2 separate regions of the Mus musculus genome follow, and region 2 is linked to region 1. A link is a contact called in public promoter capture Hi-C data. All regions are on one chromosome and are shown on one strand. Each heading gives the region's core, a stretch centred on a gene start, on an enhancer-like site or on the middle of the called end of the contact. The rest is flanking DNA. Distances are from core to core; before and after follow the strand shown. Region 1 has its middle 13 kb from the start of Kbtbd12. Region 2 overlaps Mgll (monoglyceride lipase).

Region 1 (6,305 bases), core at 608-3,107:
CACACACATGCATGCATTTTCATGCTCAAGTGTGTGCATTGGATCTCCTGAAGACAGAATTACAAATGGTTGTGAGCTACTTGGTATGAGTGCTGGGAACTGAACTCTGGTCCTCTGCAAGTACTGCTAATGGCTGAGCACCCCCTTTCCAGTCCCCAAAAGTACCTTCTTATAATTGGACATACATTTCAATGTAGCTTTTTACACCTGAGTGAACCTCACAAACTAAACATCTGCTGGAAGACATGTGACCAGGTATCACAGGCCAGGAAGCAGTCTCGGAGTCTGAGATGAGAGTGCAGGAGGCCTGGTGGGGTGCATACAGGAATGTGCCATGAAGCTGGAAGAGCTGGAGAGAAGAGTTGAGGTGCATCCCAGGCCTCTGCTGACCTCACAGAACTCTGGAGCTAGGGTGGCTCTTCAGAGTTATCCTAATTGAGGGCCTTTGTACCCCTCATCCACCAGTCATTGGATGCTGAAGGCATTCAGGGAGAAAACAAAAACTTAGCCAAGGCCACACTTTCTGTCTAGAGCCATTCCAGGCAGGGGCTGAGTATGAAACCATCAGTAGCTACTGCTCAGTTGATGAAATATGCTCCTGTACTGACAGGGTCTGTGTGCATGCCACAACATTGGGTGACACCAGGGATAGGCAGGCAGGCAGGCAGGCAGGCAGGCAGGCAGGCAGGCAGGAAGGAAGGAAGGAAGGAAGAAAGGAAGGAAGGAAAATGAGAAATAATGTAGCTCATACTGTGTAGCACAGGCCTATTGCTCTCTGTGTTATCCTATTTGATCTCAGTAGTCTTGCAGACAGATTGGTTAAATCATACTTCAATCTATAGAAACTCAAGGATAATGCCCCAGTGAGACTCAAGAAGAGGAGGCAGGTAAGCAATAGAACTAAGATGCAAGCCCAGGCAAGGATCCTTTGTCTGAAGCGTCTTGCTGCCTCCAGAACGAAGTCGCAAAGTCGAGGCTTTGTTGGCATCACCTGGGATGAAATCTGCTAACAGCTTGGAAGAGACCTTTAGAGCCTCTGTGCACCAGAACAGAGAAGTGAAGAGCTTAGGGCAAGGCAAATGTGCCCCAGCAGATCAGCAGTGGAAGGCAGCGCTGCTCTGGGCAGCTTAGTTGGTTTGCTTTGCATCATCCTCAGGGAAGATGCTTCTGTTCTCAACCCCAGAGCTCATGGTGAAAGTGCATACCCAGAATCTCAGCAGGAGTAAATCTCAGACAAACTCAAGCTGAGTAGCTCTGTAAAACAACCAGCCTGAACTTCAAACAAGCAAACCAGTAAAGTCATGCAAGACAAAGGCATCTCCACGGATTGTCCAGATGAAAGGAGACCAAGCAGAACTGTCAGGTAAATGCAGTGTGTGGTCCTGGACTGGAGAAGATTCTTAGGGGTCAGGGCAATCCTGTTATAGACTGCATGCACCTCTCTGCTAACAGAGGGCTGTGCTGGCGCGTGCCACAGTCATAGTGGTGGTGGTGGTGGTGTTAAGTGTTCTGGCGTTAATGGTTATACTATGGATTTGTAAAAGGCCATTTCTGTTCCTAGGACTACATGCTTCAGCAATTGAGGGACTAGGGTGAGGGTCACATCACAGTGTCTGGAGTTTGCTCTTTACTTCATCCAGTTTCTTTTACAGCAGACTACATAAGTAGATTTTTAAAAAGGAGGATTATTTGGTTCGTAGTTCTGAATGCTGGAGAGTCCAAGATCAAGTAGCTGCATCTGGGAGAGGCCCACAGTAGAACACAGAGGGCAAGAGGGCAGCATGTGACCCGGCTCTGTAACAAGCAGCTTTAGAAGCAGCTGACCCACCCCAGAGAGAATGACAACTTTCTTGAGACACTATTAATCATGAGGACTCTATCCCCATGACCCGAGGCTCCACCTCCCTCCCAACACTGCTAGATTTAAGAAGTACATCTCAACATGAGTTTCGGTTTTTGATTTTTGTTTTGTTGTTGTTGGGGCAGGGAACCATATTTAAACTATAGCAACTCTCAAATATTAGGAAACTAGAATTATGTAAGATATTGGCACAAGTAAATATAATGAATGTTAACTGTTGTGAGAGGTCATTGTAACTCTACTGTGACTTTATTTGAATTCTTGAAATTCTTTCAAAATGAAGAAATAACAAGATATATTCCCACAGCCAGGCAGTGGTGGCTTATGACTTTAATTCTAGCACTTGGAAGGCAGAGTCAGGCAGATCTCTGTGAGTTAGAGGTCAGTCTGGTTTACAAAGTGAGTTCCAGGACAGCCAGGGCTACAAAGAGAAACTCACCTCAAAAAAAAAAAAAAAAAAAAAACCAGAAGGGAGGGGAGGGGAAATAAAACATCAGGAGAACAGCCTATAGGCTCCAGATGAGCAAATGTTATAGTTTCTGAATAGTGAGTAAAGATTGCTATAGGTAGACCAGTGAACCGGAAATTGACCTTCAGAAAATTCTAGAATGTATTTTCAAATGAATGCTTTTCGAATACATAGAAAAGTTTATTAGTGTACCACCAATACTCCTACTGTGGTGTGCACCCACACAGCCCCCTGTCAGTACAGATCTCTATAGGCCAACAGGAACACATACACGCACACACATACAAATAGACAAGACAGATCAAAGTAACCTCATTATCTTTTTTAACTATAACGGAATGGTTATAAGCACAGTGAACTTGACTTTGGCAGTTTTTACTCTGTTGTTGAAAACATTCCGTGGAAAAGGTAAATAAATGCCTGCGGGTGTTTCTGCAGCAGCTTGCATCTGGTCCCTCAAAGAAAGCTGGAAGTGCATTTTTTAACCTATGTCTGCTGTTCAGAGGTTGGTGGCTTAAACAATAGGAGCTGCTTTGCAGCTGGCGTTGAGGGTCCCATGCCTCACCTTGGTTTGCAGAGGGTTATCTTCATGTTCATGTGGCATTTCATGTGTGAGCCTTTATCTGTACACTCATTATCCACATAAGCAGAGCCCACTCAGGCACTCCTTGTTCATTTGATTGGCCCTGTGCACCCTATGTCAAATAAGGCATTCTGGGGCACAGAAGTTAGGATTCCAACGCATAAATTTAAAGGACAATTCAACCCTTAAGTAGGGAAAGAATCTCTAGGACAGAGTCTCAAAATTCCTTCCTCCCTCGCTCCCTTCCTTCCTTCTTCCAACTCTATTGTGATAATACAATTAGGGGAAATGAAATTAGTGTGTAACGATGGAAAGGAAAAGCAATAGTAGAAGCCTGTGAAGGAGGTAGCCCAGAGACTTGAAACTGGAGGATGGGGTTCCCGCGACCACTCAGCTCCCTGGGTGCAGAATGGTCCTGAGACACAGCAGCCTCCCGGCTGGCATGAGAATTAAAGAGGGAACGAGCAAAATGCATTATGCAAACTGCAAGCCTCACAGAACTCTCTAATCATAGGCACTGCCACCTGCTGGGAGGCTTAATCAGAGTTCCAGCAGGGGCGGGGTGGGGGGTGGGGGTGTGAAGCCGGGATTGAGCGGGTGGGATGCTGACTGCAGTTCAATCAGCCATCAAGATGGGGTTGTCATTTCTTTTACCGCTGTTTTGATCAGGTTTGGGAGGCAGGGATTTACAAATTTACAAATCTAATTGTGTGCTAATTTGTGAGACCTATTTGGGAGAATTCCATCCATTTTTCTATTCTTCAAAGGAGTTTAGACATTCAGTGCTTAAAGAGATCCTTAGACATTCAGTGCTTAAAGAAGACAGCTAGACATCATCTTTTCAGTAGCCCAGCCCAGTCAGCCAAGGAGTCAGGACAAACCCCTGAATTTCTTCGGTCTTACACATCCTTACACTACAGGGGTCTATTCCTCTGCACCTCCCAGTAAAGATGTCTGCCTGCTCGCTGACTCCTGCTCTTCCCAACTTCTTCAAGCTTGGTTTCACATTTCCTTTCCCTTCCAGTGCTTGGAATCCCCCACCCCCACCCCCTTTGCTTCCCTTTTTACTTTCCTCGCCTTCTTTTTCTTCTCTCTCTTTTTTCTTCTTCTCTTTCTTAAATAAATAAACTTAAGCTCCTGCGTTAACACGTTTCCCTGAACCTGAAGCACCCCAGGCCTGCTCAGGATCATCATCGAGATCCCACCTAAAGCCAACTTCTCAAAGTCAGAAACAGCTAGAAATGCTTTGTCTCTGAGACGCTAGCTTTGCCAGAGTCTTCAATGTCACATTCTGATATCTGCAAAATGCAGCTCAGAGTTTCCTGAATGCTCTAACCTGAAGCTATTTCTAGATCATCTGCAGAGACTAATGTCCTTCTTCCACTACAGCTGGTCTACACACACAAAGCTTCCACTTTCCATTGGCCTGTACAGAAATTGCTAACTGTGCCCTCAATCCTTTCTTCTTGAACGAAGCCAAACCTCATTTCTCAACCTTCCTTGTGGCTCTAGGGAGCATGTGACACAGTCCTTTCAAGTAACTGATGAAAGGGATTAGATTTGCCTCATCAACATCTGACTCCCACAAGACTCTCACAGTCTTTTCCAAGCCCTTTCCCTCCTCAAAGTTCCTGTCCAGTGGGTAGAAAAATTACTTTAAATGGCTTGATCATCTCAAACAATATTAAGTTCATAGAGGGGAGGGAGGAGCTCTGCTCCAAATCCAATTCTGTAACCTCATTCTATCATAGATGTTTTTATTCTCACAGGGACCCTAGTGAAAGTCGATCACCCTGCAGTTGTTCACTCACCAACCTCTTCTCTAATACTTGGCATCTTAGCTCTCTCTATATACATATCTTTGCTAATCATACCTTTCTCATAACATATTGCTTTAGACTCCCAAAATAATTTTTGGCTGATCTTCCTGATCCCACTCTCAGTTCCATCCAGAAAGCGACTCAGTGACATCCGTGTATTAAATTAGTTGAACGTAACAGGGCAAGGCAGTGCAGATATTCTTCTGTCTTATATTCTTACTGAGGCCATTTCAGGTTTAACCAGAATTAGATCTCCTTGATGGAGAATCTCATGGAAAATTACCCAACTCTATTGTAGGAACCTGAGGTCAGGATGTCCTAGCTAACCATCTTAACATCTATTAAAATGGCTGTTTGTGCCGAAAACCCCTCTAGCTGACCACTTCTTTAAGTTTCTGTTAAACTTTAAGCCCCCAGAAGCTGTTGAAGTGGAAATTTCTGGTTCATTTGGAAAGTCAGTTATGTGAAATGTTGTTTTGCTGAAGCAGGCACAGGTGAACAGATGTTTTGCTAAAGCAAGCACCTGAAAGAACTCATGATGAAAGATTCTTCGCTAATGACGCACATGTATTGGTTCGCCTTACATTGCATTGCTGAGTTCTGTTTGTCATGACTCCATAGCCAGAAATGCACCAAAAGACTTCCCATGGCTTCTTGCCACTTCTGTGGACTCAGGTCAATTGGCAGAGTGATGTTAGCTGATACAGTCTCACGTAGAGTTTTGCTAAGACAAACTCACATGGTGAGGCAAGACCTGCTGGAGGACACCTGATGTTTGAAGGGAGTATAAATAGGACCCAAAGGACTCTAACAAGGCTTGTATAGCTAGTTTTGCAATACTTAGTTGGTCTTGCATCTTCTTCGCAGACCTTGACTTCACTGAGAGAGGCATAGCCTAGAACTTCTCCTGGTGTTCCTGCTGGTCCTAATCACTCCTGCTGACTTGTACCAATTTAGCTGAGGCCTGGCTGTTTCTGCTAGGTCATGCCACTGCTGCTGATTCATGTTTGCTATCCTGACACTATTGAGCAGACTGCTGGTATGTTCACAAAGTGTTTGCAAGTGGATTGAGCTGCTGCTGCTGCTTACTATGAACTGAACTGCTGATTTCCTAACAATACAGATGGGATTTGCTCCAAAGAACAACTAAACAGGTCCACTTCCCCCATATCCTAATAACCTTTCTTTTCCACTACCTCTGGTGGATGGTGGGCTAGAAGGGAGGTTAAAGCATTTAAGTACCCATATTAAAAGTAGTTTTTTAAAAACACCAAACCTACAAGCTGCCAAGTAAAACACCAGACTATGGTTTCTACCTTTAAAAATCCTATGTTCTGGACACTCTAGGCTATACCTAGGTCCCTAAACACTTGGGTATAGTCTCAGCAGGATGGAGCAAAGTTTTTCAATTGGCTAGTAATGTGTCTGAGTAGTCATCTCTGGAGAACTCCCTGTAACAGCTTATTTCTAGAATATTCCAGAAGCTTGAAATTAATGCCTGTGGGATGAAGAGTTGGGGACATGGGACTTGGGATATGCTGTCAATTATATCTGCTTTTTGAATGAGAAAAT
Region 2 (5,951 bases), core at 1,100-3,599, 150 kb before region 1:
AGCTAACTCGTTTGCTTACTATCACACAAATGAGTGTGGGGGGCTCAGCCCCGGGAGGTGGGGTGGGGCAGAGGCACGGCCATGCCAGTGGAGGTTCGGCCATGCAGGTAGTGTGTGTTCACCATGGCAGCCCACCCCATCCTGCACTCGAGGTCACCAGGACATTAAATCCTACTACTGACATAGAAAAGGAAGTCAACAGAGGAAATTCCCAGAAAGGCTTCTTACTTAAGCAGAGGGACATCAGTTGCTAGTTTGAAGAGTGAAGGTGACTTAATGGCCTTAACTGAAGTGTCTTTGGTCAAGATGGACACAGGGGGGCTGGATGCTCTGAGGTGGGAGGTTATTTTCCTGATTATTGCGTGGAGGCAGCCTCCCAGGCCAGTAGGGACATGTAGGTTTTGTTTATGTTTGTTTGTTTCCAGGGCTTATATACAAGTATATCCCTCATCTTCAAACTAGTCAGTCACCTGTGCCAAGCCAGTGTCACCACAGGGCAATGCTAGACTGCTCCTAGCCATGGAGCTCATGCCTGCTGGCCCTGCCCTGTCAGTCCCCCTCATGAGGATCACAGAGAGCCTCCTGCATAAGTGCTCTCCGTCCAGCCCCTCTGCCTCCTGAGCCAGCGGGTGCCTCCAGAGCTCCCATGCACGCCCCTCCTCGCAGGAACCACTGAGCCAGTCAGCATAGCAGCAATTTACAAGTACTGACGGATTTCTAACTTCTTCATTATTTACCTAAGGCGCTCTTAGTTATTGGAAACCGCTAGGGATATTCCAGCTGCATTTTGCAGCACACATGGTGTCACTGTGCATCCACAGTGGCAGCCTAGGGGCTTCCCTGGTCACCCCTCAGGCCTGCCATCTCTCTGACACAAACAATCCACAACTGGATGGGCGCCACTCTCTCTTGCCTTCACCACAGAGTTGTAACTATCTCAGGTACAACGACTGCACCAACAGACAGACAGACAGACAGACAGACAGACAGACAGACAGACAGAGGTGGCAGGTGGACCTCTCTTTGAGGAGCTTCTGTCTTGGCTTTGGAGCACTCTTGGGTCACCTGCTACCCAAAGCATTCTCTGACAGAGAGTCAGGATAGGTCTGAGTCTCAGTGCAATGTCGCCCAATTAAGCTGTGTCAGCAGAGGGCTGGCTGAGTGGCACCTCTGCCCCCCTCCTTGACCCCGCCCCCGCCCCCCATGTACCTGGCATGTGTTAGTCTGCTTGACCTGCCTGAGGTTTTATGTTCCTGTCTTGTAGATGAGGGAAATGAGGTTTGTGGGACCCCATGGGGTCCCGTTTCCTGTCACCCTGTCCCATCTCCTACCACCTTCTCCCTTTCTCACTCCATCTGCAGTGTCTGGACTGTTCCTTTCGTTGAGCCAGGTACCCCCAGGACCTTTGCACGGCCTGTTGGCTCTTCACCTCTCCTTCAGGTGAGGTTCACATGCCATCTTTCTCAGAAAGGTCAGACTGGAAGAACAGCATCCCCACGGCCCGTTGCCCCTCACGCTGTTTTCCTTCATGCATGCACTTCAGTGGGAAAGGACTCTGAAGCCAAGCCTTTGAGCATACTGCCTATCAGGAGGCAGGAGAAGCCCGATACGGATGGAGCCTAAGGCCCAGCGCGGCAGTGGCGGGTGCCCAGTAAATCAGAGGATGAAGGAGGCTCAGAGGAGCCTGCCGAGTCACAGCTAGCCTTGTTCCCACACAAGGTGGAGCCTGTGGACCCAGCCTCCAGCAACAGCCTGCCTGTACCTGTAATTAACTGGCAGCCCGGCTTCTCTCTGCTGGTGCTCTGAGCTGTAAGTGCTGCAAGACACTGTGGCAATCTCCTCTTAATAGCTCTGTTGTACGAGAGCGAGGAGGGTGGGGGAGTCGTCTACGATTTTCTCTCTTGCTCTTTAAAAAAAAATATATATATATATATATACATACACACATATATATATACACACATATATACACATATATATATGAAAATCAAATATATATTAGAGCAAAACAATGAGAGAGCGCCAGTAGACTGTCATGTCAAGTCAATGACAAGCATTTGCTTTAGTACAAAAATGCTCTGGCCGTGAGGGTAACATCACTCTGGGAGGTTGGGGGAGGGGGTAGTCCTTGAGGCTCTCTCATATAACCTCCATTGTAACAAACCAGCCCTGATTGTGGTCCCAAGATGCTCAGTGTCTTGGGGAGCTCACCCTCAACCCTGATCGCAGGCAGCGTTTCAAAGACTCATCTGCACCGCACCTCCCATTCAGCCCCGATGCCCCCTTATGGGTGTGCCCTGAGCTCTCAGACTATGCGATGCACACAGCACTCTGCAGAGCTGGCGTGCCTCCTTCCAAATTGTGTGTCACGGGCATCAGTGATTGTCACTGGTACTCCGGGCTCCCCGCTGGCTGGGAGGAATAATTGAGGACACAGAAGCAGCTGGCTCTTCGCAGACATGCTTCCGCTCCAGAGGGCTGATGACCCTTGCCTCCGGGTGAGCCAGGAGCACCAGTCAGCGCCAACTGAGTGCCTTACAGACTCTGTGGCCCATCCTGCTTCCCCTATTAACGCAGAACTGTGGAATCCTCCCTCTACCTCCGGAGAAAGCGTGGCAAAGGATTCCTCTCCTTTTTTGGTAAAGAAAGTTTCTACTGAATAAACACACCCTTTGCTTCTCCCAATCTGCACAGACAAGCAGTTGCTAGAACGGGGCTAAGGGGCTCTGCGCTTCTCTACTGGGGACCAAGAAGCTCATCACCTCGGCAGATCACGGTGGCAGGCCTTGCCCTAGACACTTGGCCATGCCCGAAGGCCACAGCCAGCCTGGAATATGGGCTCTGGAAAAAGCAGAATGCAAGGCAGAGTCCCTGGCAGGAGTCACGTCTGCCCTGCCTGGTTTGCTCAGTGCTATGGAAGAGTTATCAGGAGAATGCGTCAGGCCCAACACAGGGATGGAACACCAAGTCGCCCCATCGGATACCAGACAGCTGAGTGTCAATAGACAACTGGCCCCTCTGGGGCACAGGGGATGTAACTGTCGTGGGAAACAGGTGCTGAGGACCTGGGTAGAGGACTATCTTTTCATCCTTGAGATGGGCACCAACTCTGTCCCCTAGCTGGGTTCAGGTGCCACCTTGGAGAGTCGGAACATCTGAGGAGCCTTGGCAGAAGATGGGGAGCTGGCACCACACCCCACCAGACTGCCTGTCATGAGCTATTCCTGGAATTCTCCTGTCACGTGGCGCAGGAACCTAGGGCCACTTGCTTGAGAGCTGTGTCCAAGCCACGGTTCTCAGAGGCAAGTCCTGCAGCGCCTCAGAGCAGCTTCCATTAGCCCTAAGCAAGGAGAAGCAGGGTGGAGATGGGAATCTGGCTTTGCCACACTATGGCTGTGTCTCCTTGGACACGTTTTTCTAATGTCTCTGAGCATGCTTCCCGAACAGGGATACTGCAGGAATGAACACTGGCTGATTTGTGGGCAATGTTACTTGTACCACATGATGGAATTTCCAGTCAGGGGACAGTTGCTTAAACACAGGCCTTCTCTGACCCCACTTTACCCTCCCAGGGATTTGGTTCACAAGTCTGACCTTTACCATATACAGAGAGCACATACCCCACCCTCCCACCCCTGTCAGCTCCAATAACTGTCATTAAACAGCTGGGTGCCTGGAAGGTCAGCCACCAGCAGGCCTTGGTCTCTGTTCCCAGCACGGTGGTGTGGCTAGAGCGGGAGGTGGCTCTGAGGCTGACTGACACCGAGACAGCATCTGGGTGTGGGAGGCACCCTGGAGGCTGGTGACTGACTGCCAGGCTATGCTGAGTCCACTGGGCAGCTGACTTCTCCCACAGGCTCTGTTTCCTAAGAGCATTCAACGGGGTGCTGGCCTGTGTTGAGGGTGAGGTTCTTGTAGGCACTGGGATGAAGGTCTCTCCAGGCTTCTGCTGTATCATCATCCTTTATGGTGCCAGAGCCCACATGGGAGCTGCAGAGCCCCTGAGGACAACAGCAGCTGCCTCTAAGTTGACTGCCTCAGGCCAGAGCTAGCAAGCTGCGTTCCCACAGGCACGTCTTAGCACGTCTGTGTTCACACTGAGAAGACAGAGAGGCAGCTCATGCCAATCTGTTCTTTCCATGGTTCCTGTATATCCTTCCCGATCACACCTTGGGCAGGGACCCCTGGGGTCAAGCTCTCTGAAGGCCTTGAGTGTATATAGCTCCTCTCCCATGCGTATAGCCTCTCTCTTGGGAGTCCAGTCAGGCACTAAGGGCTCTTGGCACTCCAGGATGTCACTCATGACGCTAGGGTCCTCTTACCACAGTAGGGGCAATAGATGTGGCCCTAAGAATGCAGTTGTACTCAGAGAGCTGATCCTGCCTCAATCTCCATCACCTGCCCCTCCCCCCCCATCAATTTGCAGAGCAGAAAGCAAGAGAACGTTATGAAGGCCTTCTGAGCATGTGTTACCACCGTGCTACAGGCAAGTTGGTGACATGAGCAACAGAGGCCTAGGAAGCACCCTGCCTGCCCAGATGCCAGTCTGTTCCACTTGAGGACCAGCTGGGTACCACCCTGCCCCCTCTTTCCAGCCTTCCACTCATTACGCTTTTCCTGAGTGTTGGCAGAGGCCCAACCATTTATTTTTAGTTGTTGACGGGCTGGTCCCTTCCTGGTCCCGTGCTGCAGTTTGAGCCCTGTGGTGGCAGAAAGACTCAGCTCACCAAACACCCTATCCCTTTATCCAGTATTCAGCAATGCACCCCACACAACTATGTGGGCTCCTCAAGGTGTGTTTAAACAGAGACAGCCCCATCATACTTCTTCAAAGTTCCTTTGAGGAGCTCAGGGCCCTCTAAAGCCACGTCCTGCTAAACCTTCACAGGCAGCGACCGCAAAGCTAGGAGCATAGCGCTCATGGCCAGGGCCCAACCTGTGGCTTCAGTTGTTAAGGACCTGAAGAGCATTCTCGTCCCTGAGGATGAGAAGGGGAGAGGCCTCCTGGTGGATCCACTCTGCAGAGGCAGCTGCACACAGAAGACAGCTCCCCCACACATACAGGAAGTAGGGACAGAGAGCCAGGCCCTTGCCTGGTAACAGGAGCAGTGGGACTTTTTCCCAGCTCTGGCCTCGGAAGCTGCCCCTCTCACCTCCCCAGCCTCCCTCCGCCTCCTCAGTAGTGCAAGAAGATCACATTCTGTCCCACTGCTTGGTGGCTGAGGGCAGACACATGCTCCACCTTCTGTGACTGCCTGTAGGAACACATTCAGGATTTAGACAGAAGCAGGACACAGTCCAGGTCCTTGTTACCTAACGAGGATGCAGGGGACTTAAATTTAGACTGTGCCTGTGCATGGTGGGGAGCCAGCTCTGCGGAACTGCAGTGGCACACGTGCGGACATACTCAGTGGATCTGCTGAGCCAGCTCAACAGCCAGGGGAGAGCGGAGTGCTCCAGGAGTGGGCCCCACAGGGGACAGTGCCTCCAGATATATGTCTTTCCTGTTTTTAATTCTATTTCAAAATAGGGTTTCACTCTGTAGACTAAAGCAGGGTAGCTCTGAGCTCAAGATCCTCTTGTTTTGGCCTCCTGTCTGATGGGGCAGGCACTCCTCTGGAGATCTGAGGGGGTGGCCTGAGTGACTCCATTTTGCCCAAGTGTTAGCTAATTCCATCTTACATTTTGCCCAGCTGCTCCCTAGTCCCTGCTAAGCACACATCCTGCTAAACAGGTCGTTCTCATACATCTGCACTTGAAGGTTCTGGAAGATCCACTGCATAAAATAAATTATTTTAGTCAACTGAACTGAAACTTTTGAAACTCCAGTCCCTGGCCTGCCTCTGGTGTGATGTAGTTGTGGTTTTGGCTTTAGAAACCCTACCCTCCCTTCCCTTCTCCAGAGTTGAGAGTTCTTTCTTGCATGAGCCTGCTCTCGGCCACTGGCAAAT

Evidence for each region. Capture Hi-C pulls out chosen DNA fragments and counts their contacts.
Region 2: a promoter capture Hi-C map of adipose tissue shows a contact between it and region 1. The contact joins two enhancer-like sites. A contact is called at or near these places in 1 of 484 Hi-C or Micro-C datasets (nephron progenitors), 2 of 115 datasets of contacts at active chromatin or transcription factors (embryonic basal ganglia and embryonic stem cells) and 2 of 9 other capture datasets (adipose tissue and liver).

What each region holds. Positions count from the first base shown.
Region 1 is chr6:88,637,228-88,643,532 of GRCm38.p6, reverse strand. No RefSeq gene overlaps it. Among named protein-coding and RNA genes, the nearest start is that of Kbtbd12, 13 kb to the right of the region's middle. Within about 2 kb of position 1,857, at least 29 of the 459 cell types and tissues checked have an H3K27ac peak or open chromatin away from gene starts, as enhancers often do. A contact at or near this core is called in adipose tissue, where this site is marked.
Region 2 is chr6:88,784,184-88,790,134 of GRCm38.p6, reverse strand. All of the region lies in intron 3 of Mgll (monoglyceride lipase), which reads right to left. Among named protein-coding and RNA genes, the nearest start is that of Gm26588, 45 kb to the right of the region's middle. Within about 2 kb of position 2,349, at least 48 of the 459 cell types and tissues checked have an H3K27ac peak or open chromatin away from gene starts, as enhancers often do. A contact at or near this core is called in adipose tissue, where this site is marked.